Regions from separate parts of the Mus musculus genome. Here regions 2 and 3 are each linked to region 1. The links are chromatin contacts, called in public HiChIP or PLAC-seq and promoter capture Hi-C maps. All regions are on one chromosome and are shown on one strand. Each heading gives the region's core, a stretch centred on a gene start, on an enhancer-like site or on the middle of the called end of the contact. The rest is flanking DNA. Distances are from core to core; before and after follow the strand shown.

The links. HiChIP or PLAC-seq counts read pairs in DNA pulled down with a chosen protein or histone mark. Capture Hi-C pulls out chosen DNA fragments and counts their contacts.
Region 2: an H3K4me3 HiChIP or PLAC-seq map of embryonic stem cells shows a contact between it and region 1, with 9 read pairs. The contact joins the promoter of Kti12 here to the promoter of Ttc39aos1 in region 1. A contact is called at or near these places in 8 of 39 promoter capture datasets (the 3T3-L1 cell line, the HPC-7 cell line, the SN4741 cell line and 4 more), 2 of 115 datasets of contacts at active chromatin or transcription factors (embryonic stem cells and large pre-B cells) and 2 of 9 other capture datasets (adipose tissue and pancreatic islet).
Region 3: a contact with region 1 is called in a promoter capture Hi-C map of adipose tissue, with 2.3 times the contacts expected there. The contact joins the promoter of Rab3b here to the promoter of Ttc39aos1 in region 1. A contact is called at or near these places in 6 of 39 promoter capture datasets (embryonic stem cells, hippocampal neurons, liver and 2 more), 1 of 15 datasets of contacts at CTCF or cohesin (large pre-B cells), 2 of 484 Hi-C or Micro-C datasets (embryonic fibroblasts and embryonic stem cells) and 1 of 9 other capture datasets (adipose tissue).

The regions. Positions count from the first base shown.
Region 1 is chr4:109,404,554-109,408,186 of GRCm38.p6, reverse strand. It overlaps Ttc39aos1 (Ttc39a opposite strand RNA 1), which reads left to right and starts at 1,930. Exons shown (of 4, transcript NR_131195.1): 1 at 1,930-2,461; 2 at 3,581-3,633. It overlaps Ttc39a (tetratricopeptide repeat domain 39A), which reads right to left and starts at 1,087. Exons shown (of 18, transcript NM_153392.2): 1 at 978-1,087. The coding sequence starts at 1,015.
Region 2 is chr4:108,846,045-108,849,677 of GRCm38.p6, reverse strand. It overlaps Kti12 (KTI12 homolog, chromatin associated), which reads right to left and starts at 1,821. Exons shown (of 1, transcript NM_029571.2): 1 at 266-1,821. The coding sequence starts at 1,787. The coding sequence ends at 732. The region is part of intron 2 of Txndc12 (thioredoxin domain containing 12 (endoplasmic reticulum)); the gene reads right to left.
Region 3 is chr4:108,877,501-108,881,133 of GRCm38.p6, reverse strand. It overlaps Rab3b (RAB3B, member RAS oncogene family), which reads right to left and starts at 2,064. Exons shown (of 5, transcript NM_023537.5): 1 at 1,916-2,064.

The DNA.
Region 1 (3,633 bases), core at 681-3,180:
AGTCAGCCAAGCTCCGGAGCTTTCAACCCTCAGCAGGAAGAGCGTAGCTAACCCAGCCTCTCTGTGTTTTCCAAAGCAGGAACCAGAAGTCAGGGAGGTTTGGTCAAATGCCTTGACCAAAATTATACAACAGAAAATGATTAGGGGAAAACTTAACAGGTGACTTCCTCCAGCCACGATGTTCCTCAGCACCGAGCTACCATTCTCTCAGACCCACACTAGAGGCTTCCAGCTGGCTGGTGGTTTCTCTCCTCCCTGTTCATCTGTCAGGCCTCAGGCCCTTGGCAAATATTGTCACTAGTCTGAGTCTCCAGGTAGGGCAGGCACCCCTCCCAGCTCACCTGAGCAGGATCTCTCTCTGCCCAGCAACCTCCCAGCAGCCTAGGATCCCAGCAACTGCCCCCTAAGCACTGAAACCCAAACACAGCAGAGCTGCTGACTATCTCCAGACAGCAACTGGCAGTGCCCGGGATCAACCTAGGGGGTCTGACTGTGACTTTGGAGGGGTGGGGGTGGGGCTGGCCAAGACAGCCATGTTGATAGTGACAGCACCCACCTTGACAACCTAGGTTCCTGGTACACCCAATACCCTGGGCCCGAGCACACTTAGAGCCCTTCAAATACCCCAAATATCCCTAAAGGGGATGTCACCAGACAGAGCTGTGTTCAAATCTCACTTTCCACTCTTACCTCCTGGATAATCAAAGTCACTTAAGAGCTATGCCTCAGTTTTCTCATCTGTAAAGAAGGGTGATCGTAACAAGGCCCACCCCATGGGTATAGACTCCATGAGGAGGGAGAGAAAGTTGGGACCCAGAAGGCCTGTGACTGAGCCAGGGTCCCCAGGAGGCAGCGGGGCGCGGGCTGCAGGCTGCGCAGCGGCTGGAGCCGCAGTGCGGTCCCGGGGCTCCTCCTAGGAGGCCCCCGCAGCGTTCGCCCTGCACGGCCCGCGCCCCGAGGCGGCCTCCGCCACTCACCCCGCCGGCAGGTCGCCCGGGCCGCTGGCCGTGGTCATCGCTGCGCGCGCCGGACGCCAGGCGCAGCCCAGGTGCTGCGGCCGGATCCCAGCGACGCGGCGGCCGGGGAGGGGCGCGCCGGGGGGCGGGGAAGGCGACGGGGCCGGGCCGGTCTCGGGCTGCCCACCCGCGCAGTGGGACCATGGCCGCGCCCGCGCAGCGCAGCGCCCGCCCCTGGCGCTGGCCAGGTGGGACCCGGGCGCTCAAGGTCGGCACAGCCTGGCCTTGGAGCATCGGCGCAGACATGGACCGGAGCTGCCAACACCTCCACCCACTCGGGCTGGGAAATTCTCCACCTTCCCTAGGCCTCAGCTCCCGGCCCCACACCTGAGATCTCGCGGTCCAGCCTCACTGCCGGGCCATGTTAGCGGAGAAAGCCTAGCTTCTGCAGACAGGCGTGGACATTCATTCTAACCGCTTGCCCAAACGGGGCCAGTGTTTTGCAAGAGACCAGAAGGCGGGAAAGCGGGCGGGTTAGCACGCACCGCTAGCAGGCAGCTCACACTCTCCTTCTCAAACAATCCCTAAAATTGCCATTTTTTTTTTTTTCAGATGCGAAAACTCGAGCGGTTGAGTTCATGTGACCTGTGTAGAGCCACTCTACAGTAAGTGGCCAGCAGGAACTGCAACTTAGCCCTCCTAACTCCAAAGCTCACACTCAGCCCCTTCTCCCTTTGGCCCCCTCCTCTCTCACTTCCAGAGTGAGTGGTCCATCCCCCAGATGCCCACTTTGCACTTAGACCTGAGACAGGTTCCGAAGAAGCCCACATGATCTTCTAGCAGAGAGCCCTGGCCCATTAAGAGTTAACCGGCCACTACCTCTGGGCCCCAGATGCTCTGGTGACTCATCATAACACGTGGCTGCCATTAGATTAGAGCTGTCCCTTTAGAAAGGCAAGGGACAGGAGGAGGGATTGGCCCTGAGCTCCAGGATGTCAGAAGAGGAAGCAAAAAAGAGCAGCCTGCAAATGCAGCCATGGTGGGAAGGACTTGGATCAGATCCCAGAGGAGCCAGGCAACTTGAGTTTAGGAATAGGGAGAAATGTCTGGGGGATTGCTGCTCTCATCAAGATAACTGCCTGGAAAGACTGTGAGTTGTTTGTTGTTCTTTTTAAAAATATTTTTATGTGTATTAGAGTTTTGCCTGCAGCTATGCCAGAGTGAAAGTGACACATCCCCTGGAGCTGGAGTTACAGACATTGTGAGGCGCCATGTAGGTGCTGGGAATTGAACCTCTGTCCTCTGGAAGAGCAGCCAATGCTCTTGACTGCTGAGCTATTTCCCAGGATGTCCTTATGCTGCTCTGTGTGAGCAGAGGCCAGGCACTGCTATGTGGAAACTATCCCAACTTTGGTAGCCTCACATATGGGCTTGAAAAGACGATGATGGGAACCTGACCACAACAGCATGTACCAGCAACCATTATTTAAGGAACCCAGACGAGGGTGAGTATGTTGGGGAAGGGGGAAGGGGGGGGGAAGGGTCTGTCCGGAGCAGATGGGAGCTGAGCCTTGAGAAGTGCGTTAATGAAGCTGGGAGCAGGTGTGCTCCATGAGGGACCAATATAGACAAAGGCACAGGAGTGGGTAAGGGCACACTGATGAATGCTGGGGTCTGTGGTTCTGAAGAGAACAGTGTAGAGACGAGTGAGTCCTAGGTGATGAGGCTGAAGCCTGTCGCACGCCCCACACAGTCATGTCCTCGGGCATTTGTACATGCTGTTTCTTTTGCCTAGGACACACACTCCTTCCTGGTCACATAATTCATCCATGGAACCAGGGATGGAGCCAACAGCTTATCACTGAAAGGTCTCTCTTCAAAAGAAAAAACAGTCCTTCACAACACTACACACTTGTAACACGTGGGAGGTAGAGGCAGAAGGTGCAGGAGCTCAAAGTTATCCTTAGCTAAGGCTAAGGGCTTCCAGGCTAGCTAGGCTATATGAGAAATGGACAGACAGGGACTGGAGAGATGACTCAGTGGTTAAGAGCACTGGCTGCTCTTACAAAGGTCCTGAGTTCAAATTGCAGCAACCACATGGTGGCTCACAACCACCCGTAATGAGATCTGATGCCCCCTTCTGGTGCTGTCTGAAGACAGCTACAGTGTACTTAGGTATAATAATAAATAAATCTCTGGGCCAGAGTGAGCAGGGCCAACCGGAGCTAGCGGGGCCAATTGGAGTGAGCAGAGGTCCTAAATTCAATACTCAACAACCACATGAAGGCTCACAACCATCTGTACAGCTACAGTGTACTCACATACATAAAATAAATAAATAAATAAATAAATCCTTTAAAAAAAGAAATGGACAGACAGCATGAAAGGTAGCACGGGGGATAGGTAGACACAACAGATTGCTAAAGTAAAAAAATTCAGGGCCTTGTTGGAATGACAGAAGAGGCCAGGTAAGTGGTCCTGAAGCAACTAAGCTCCATTAGTTCTGATTCTACTTAGCCTGGCTAAAAAAAATTCTATTTTTATTAAGAACTTGTATCAGTTCAGATGTCACCTCTCCCAGGAAGTTCCTGGCTGGGTCCCAGACTCTCATCTCTTGCCTCCAGTGAGCAGCCCTAACTCCTGTGGGTGACACTGTGTATGACACGGGGAAGGAGCA
Region 2 (3,633 bases), core at 572-3,071, 560 kb after region 1:
TGGGATGGCTGGCATTCATCCTGCTAAGCATGTTTGCACTTCACACAGCTGCCAAGTCTGAAGAACTATATGGATAATGAAAATCCAATACTGTTTGCTACCAACAAAACTAAGAGTAATGTTTGCCTTAGAATATTCAATAAACATGCAAGGTGCTACAATATATAGGCCAAGCAATCAAGCCTCTCATATAAAGATACTACATGTACATATAAAATACTAAGTTGCAGAGGAAACAGTAAACTACATCAAGAGACCAGCAGGTAATTTTAGAAGATTTTATTAGAGAAAATATCTGGTGGTTGTCTTACACAAATATCAGTTTCCCAGGGACAGAACAAAAGATATATATATCTGTGTTCCAAGTGCCAGGTCAGAAGCAAGAGGCTCTGTGCTCAAAAGTACTTGGAGTATGAAAAGGCCATTATGAATACAAAACTGTTATCTTCGGTTTCTACTCACAGTTGACTTAATCCCGATGGAAGGCCAACAGTGGTGTGTAGTATTCCTAAGTAGACTCCAACCGAAGCCCCCTGGTGTTTTTGGAGCTACCACTCAATGCCTCAGCTTATGCTAACTACACACTCAGGGTATGGCAGTGGCAGTTAAGAAAACGAGTCAAAACTTGGCCATCTTACTACAGTATGCTTTGCAGACCTTCGGACTATTCTTCCTAAACAAAGTACAGTAGAATAGTCAGACACGAGCCACAGCTGCTGCCCACTACCTCATTAGTGCAAACTCTGGTTCAGATACTGAAGAAACATGTTGGCCAATTGAGGCAGATTCTCGTTATTGGGATGCATTTTGGTGTAGGAAATAAACTGGCGACGGAGGCGACTCAATTCTGCTAAGGTCAAGGGTCGGGTAAATCGGAGGGGCTCCGTGGTGCCAGGGAGCTTTAGGAAGTCTCCGGGCACAGCGCTCTTCTGGGCTTCCATCACAGCGGTCAACACCTGGCTTGTGGCCTGATCCAACTGGTGCAGAAAGCTGCCAGAGGCTAGAGGCTGAGACTGCGTAGACTGATGGGGCGGGGGAGCCCGATTCTCAAACAAGGCAGACCGGATCTCCGCGAGGGGCAATGGCTCTTCTAAACCCACCACAGTGAACAAGGGGCGATCCCAGCGGTTCCGGGAGTCGGGAGACTCAAAGCGCAGCGCTAAGGACTCCAGAACCTCGGGAGGAAAGGCACAGGACGCAGGCTCTGCAGATTTCTCGGACCCCGGGGTCATTACAGCGGAAGGGTTTGATGGCAGGATTTCCTCTGGATCCAGTTCCTTTGAGACAGCGGCCAGAACTCCCCCGTTGGCTACGGGGCTGGTGGCGCGCTGTTCCTCCACAGCGCCAGCCGCCTGAGACTTCCCGCCGGTCTCGGCCCGCGGTCTCCAGCTCACGCTGACAGCCAGGTCCCGGTTCTCGGAGGCGGAAGCCTCCCGAAGCTCGCGGCTCGGCCAGTTCGGCCGCACGCAGTAAAGTAAGCAGAGCGGCGTGCGCGCGGCCCGGGCGAGGCAGTACAGCTCGTAGCGGAAGCCCTTGATGTAGTTCACCGAGTCCAGGATGACCACGTCCTGCCGGCTCAGGCGCCGCTCCACCGCAGCCCGCAGCGCAGCCCGCAGAGCCTTCTCACCAGCGGAGTCGCCGTACACAGTCGGGTCCTGCGCGCCCAGCACCGAAGCATCGTCCACCACATACACCGCGCGGCCCTCGCTGGCCAGCGCCCGACGGAGCTCCTCCGTCCGCTGGCTCTTGCCGCTGGACGGCAGCCCGCAAACCACGACGAGCGGCATGATCTCCAGGGGCATCCATGTGCGGATGTTTGGCGTCAACTTCCGGCAGGAACCGGAAGAGAAAACCGAGCTTCCTGTTCCCTTACACTCTTACGGGACCTTTTGTTTCTATGGGAAACCGGAACTCTAACCAACCAGATCAAGGACCAACATTCTCAGAAAGGAGACGCAAAGATTAGAATGGCGTTAGTTATTTACACCAAACGTTAAAGGCCTCAACAGGATAAGATTACCCTCCGTCAAAGAGGGTATTTATTAAATGGGATTTAATGGGCATTCAACGAAATTACTAGCACCACATTTAGCATACAGAAGGCAAATTACAAATGATGTTTCTCTATTCAGGACTTCTCTTACACCTAGTAGCTCTTAGTAAATGTTTATTCATAACAACTATTTCAGTCGTCAACATCCTTTCATGGTTGGGGTCAGAGATGAATAAAAACTGTTCCCCTAGGAAAATCAAGGTTCAAAAAAACAATATATATATGGAAAAAAGGAAAAAAAAATCAAGGTTCGTATCAGGAAGCATTAAGTGTCCACGCAAAGTAAACACTTTTATGGGTAGCTGTACTTTAGTGTGAAGAACAGAAGTGAAAAAGCTGCCCGGAAACCTCCTTGAAGACTTGATTGATGCTTGAATTTGTTTCTATTTGTTTGGTAGAGAGGGCTGCTGGGCTAGAACCTTGTGAATGCTCTATGCCTCAGCACTATACCCTCGGAGCGAACTTGATTTTGAACTTGAAAGAATAATTGAAATTTCCATCGTGGATAGAGTCGCCAAATACAATGAAGATTTTCCAATTAAATCTGATTTTGAGATTTTTAAAAAGTTGCATAAGTTACATGGGCATATTTAATTTTCCTTTGTGTGAAATTTAAATTTAGCTGGGTATCTTTTTTTAATTAAACTTGGCAATCCTCCTGCAGAAAGCTTGAGTTGAGACCCCCGTGTCATGAGACTTAGGATCTGTTTTACAACAGCAAGCACAAGTGTGATAGGTACAGAAGTATAAATGTGAGTATGTGTGTGACAGGAGTATGATATAATATAGGACACACATGCTGGAGTAGAGTAAGTCTCTAATACAGTACAGGAGACACATGAAAGTCCACTTAATGGTTGTTTAAAGACTGGGAAGTGGGGCTGGTGAGATGGCTCAGTGGGTAAGAGCACCCGACTGCTCTTCCGAAGGTCCGGAGTTCAAATCCCAGCAACCACATGGTGGCTCACAACCATCCGTAACGAGATCTGACTCCCTCTTCTGGAGTGTCTGAAGACAGCTACAGTGTACTTACATATAATAAATAAATCTTTAAAAAAAAAAAAAGACTGGGAAGTAATTTCACTTTTCAGTATTTCAATTCTCTTTTCGATAAAATGTAACAGTTATTATTTCATAGTTGTACCAATCTCAGAGGCTGTAAAGACTAAATAAACCAATCTTTGTAACATTGGCAGCTCCTTGCTTCTGCACCCTCCCCCACCCCTTATGCTCTGCGTGTTTGTGCACAAACTAACCCTCCCTGAAACATTACACTATTTTAGCTTAAGGCTAGTATATAACTCACTGACAGAGAACAAAGAGGCTGTCAGAAGCTCAGCTCTGCTATGTACCAACTGGTGATCTTCTAACTGTTGAGTGACTTTCTCATTTCTAAAAAAGTAACAACAATACTTCATAGAAATGTCGAGAAACTAAATGAGCTAACCAATTTAGATTATTTAACACCTGGTACACAGTAAGTGCTGACTTTTTGTTATCAGGAAACTTACATAGTTCTTGTGGGGCCTTGACCTAGCCCTTCATCTGAGAGCAATGCAAAGCTAATGGCTAGAAAGCTT
Region 3 (3,633 bases), core at 815-3,314, 530 kb after region 1:
ACATGTGTGCTTCTGAGACACAACCAAGACTGGATACATGTTGGCTTCCTTCCTTCTGATTGGAAGCTGGGAGTCAAGGATGCCATGACACAGCCACCCCTGCACAGCCACCGTGGCTTCTCTGGAGCAGTGCTCTAGAGTTTACAGAACTCTTGTCAGCCCACATAATTCTCCCTGATTCTTACAACCACCATGCTGTTTCCCACTCAATCCATAGGCACTGCACACTTACACCACGCCAGGTGCTCTGTGAACTCACAGAGATGGAGCAGGGATCAATGCCGAGGCTAATGGAGGGCACTGGGCAGCTTCCTCTTTTGCTCCCTTTCTTATTTTTTTATTCCTTTAGACTTAGTTGTTTTTAATGTGTATGAATGTCTTGCCTACGTTTCTGTATGTACACACACCACACTAGTGCCTGGTGCCTGTAAGGGTCAGAAGAGGGAGTCAGATTCCCCCCAGAACTGCAGGTAGGGTGGTTGTGAACCACATGCTGCTCCTGAGAACTGAACCCTTGTCTACAAGAGCAACAAGTGCTCCTGAATGATGAGCCATCTCTCCAGCCATCTCTCCAGCCCAGCCTATTTGTTCGTTTGTTTGTTTGTTTGAGACCGTCACATTTCAAGCTCCAGGGGTTCACCATGTCTCTGTCCCTACAGCTAGAGTTACAGGCACAGAGATGATGGCAGCCTCTTCCACACTGAGGATGTGAATCTAGGTCCTCATATCTGCGAAGCAAGCACACTCCTCTTCTTCTGTTTGGGGATGCAGAAGGGATGTGCTCTATCTGCTTGCATGAGGGCGCACACACACACACAAACACACACACACACACACACACACACACACACACGCGTGCGCGCGCACGCACACACACACACACACTCACTTATTTCGTTTACAGTCTACAGCTTTCCTGTGGATTCTGGGAAGGTGGGATGGAGAAATCCACTTTCACTCCACACCTCTTTTGGCTTCTAGAGGTTGTCATCCTGCCCTCTCAAAGTCTCTTCCACATTTGACACCAAGATAGAATTGCATGTGGATGAATTTTTCTGTTCACTATTCTCTTCTTGCCCATGGCTCCAGTTGGCATTGTAGTCTTGTCCAGTGTTTGCTGTCCTCATGCTGTCAGGAGCCAAGACTCGGCTAGTGCCAAGGTTGTACTCAACCCTCACCTCACACCCATCATCCCTGCAATTTCACTCTCCAAGTTCCCTCAAGGTTTCTCTGCTTCCAGCTACAAGACCCTGCTCCATTCCAGCGCCATTTCCTCCATCCTGACCAGAACTTAGGTGTCCCTCGCCCACAAGCAGGGTCAAGACCCACTCCCCTACCTAGTTCCCGCCCCTTTCTGCGGGGCGGAGTAGACTCAGCTGGCTCCCCACATTTCCCTTCTTCCAAGCTCATCCCCTCCAAGCCCCAACCCTATGTCTCCATCCCTTGAGACCCCTTCGCGGGTACCAGCGGGGCTCGGTTCTACACCCTTTCACTCCCAGCTAACCACACTCACGTCCCGGAAGTTCTCAATCCCACCAGACACCCGTTCCTGCTCTGCGCCCCTTCCTTTCAGCCCTTGCTCTTCTGCTCGTCTCAAAGCCCCTCGAGCCCACCCAGCTCTCCGCCTTCACGCCCCCTTTCGCCTGCCTCCCCTCCATCCTTTCAGCATCCCTCTGCTGCCCTAAGATGTACCCAGCCACCCCTTACTGCCTGTAGTAGCTGCTCATCTGCCCCCAGCCCCAATGGTCGCTGCTTCCCGGCGGACCTGTGCGGAGTGCGAGCCAGCACTCCTGCTTTGCTGCGGTGCGGGTCCCTGGCGGCCTCTCGCAGCCCCTCTCTGAGTCCCCTAGGCTGCCTTGCACTCGGTCCCCGGCTCCCAGGCAGTGCGGAGCCCGGTCGAGGCCGCGCCCCTTACCTCGGATAAGAGCTGGCTCACGGACAGTGCAGCCGGACTGTTGCACTTGGCGATAGTGGGTGAGAGGCAGGCGAGGCGGGTCTGGTTCCCACCTCGGCTACGGAGGGCTGAGGCTCTGGCTGAAGATGGGTTGGGTTCCCGCTGGGTCCAAGCCCCGCCCCTGGGCGGAACCCATGTAAGATCCGCCCCGCCCCTGCGTTCTGGGCTGGTGTAAGGAACCTACAATTTCTTGGGAGCCTTACACCCTATATATCTGGGTGACTTTTATAATCTGCCCACATTCTATAGTTTGCACCTACAGGGTGCTCAGAGGTCTTTGGTGATAATGTAGATGATGATGGCGTCAAGTTTTGCTCTTTCCAAATGCTTTACTCCATTCTCATAAACTCTCAAGGAGGGAGCACAACCTGTCCACAAGTGAAAAATGAGCTAGGAAGCTGGCTATCACCGTCTGCCCCACTCATCACCTCTTCATGGTCCTTGTCGTCTGAGACTGGTAATCCCATCTGAACAAATCCAATCTTCTTCTAGGTTTCCTTTTCTCTGCATAAAGTATCCTGGTTCAGGACTCATGGGACTAATGCAAGAATTCTAATTCCTGCCTTCTTTCCAGCCTCTATACCAGTGACCTGAGGAACCTTTTGAAATGATTTCGACCTTGTTAAGATAACACTCACTGCTTCTCCATGACCAGCAGTAGCATGGAGTTTGCCAACTGGAGTGGTAAATGTTCTTGTCTGAGCCTTAGCAGACCCCAGATCTTCCAGGAGTGGTAGGTCACCTTCAAATTCTTATATGGATTTCACCTTCCATTGTCCTGAGGTCACTGGCCTGACATTTGGGTCTGGAGTTATTATTCTTTTCTTTCTTCCTTTTAATGATTTTTTATTTCATGTGCATTGGTATTTTGCCTGCGCGGATGTCTGTGTGAGGGTGTAGGATCCCTGGAACTGGAGTTACAGACAATTGTGAGCTGTCATGTGAGTGCTAGGATTTGAACCCAGGTCCTCTGGAAGACCAGCCAGTGCTCTTACCCACTGAGCCATCGCTCCAGCTCCTCTTTGTTCTTTTCTATAGTCATCCCCACCCCAGGTCATAGAAGTACGAGTCAGATAAGAAGTCCAGATTTTTCTCAGTTCCGTTATGACTTGTCTAAGATGTTTCTTTCCAGCCTCTCTGCCTCAGCATCAGAGTCCTAATCCTTACAATGTTCGCTAGAGCTGCTTATCAGCCCCTTTAGTCAGGTCCGCGCTGCCCATTTGACTTTCAGCTTCCCCTGTGCTCCCTCTAGAACCCTGGTTCCACCCTCTGCATCTTTAGAATGCTCAGGTTACCTCTTTATCTTTACCGAAACCTTATCCTCCCCCGGGACACTGCTTCCATGGTAGCCCTCTGCAGAAAGGCTCTTCATTTTCTTAACCTCCATGTATCATAACACCAGGAGGTGGGCAGCATTGTCACGCCCACCCTCATACAAAGATTTGCTCTCCTTTGCCCGCGAGCCATATCACAGCCTATGGCTCCTCCACACTGTTCCTCGTGCTCTGAGGAGTTCCTGGGGTACCAGCCCCTTCACTAGCTGCTGCTCCGCCATCCTTCTGGTGACTTCAGTTGCATATGGGGGTCTCCTGACCCTCATCCCTTTGCCTCTGCTTTACATGTTGACTGTGTCATTAACACCTACAGCCACACCTGACCCTCCTACTCACCTAGAACTT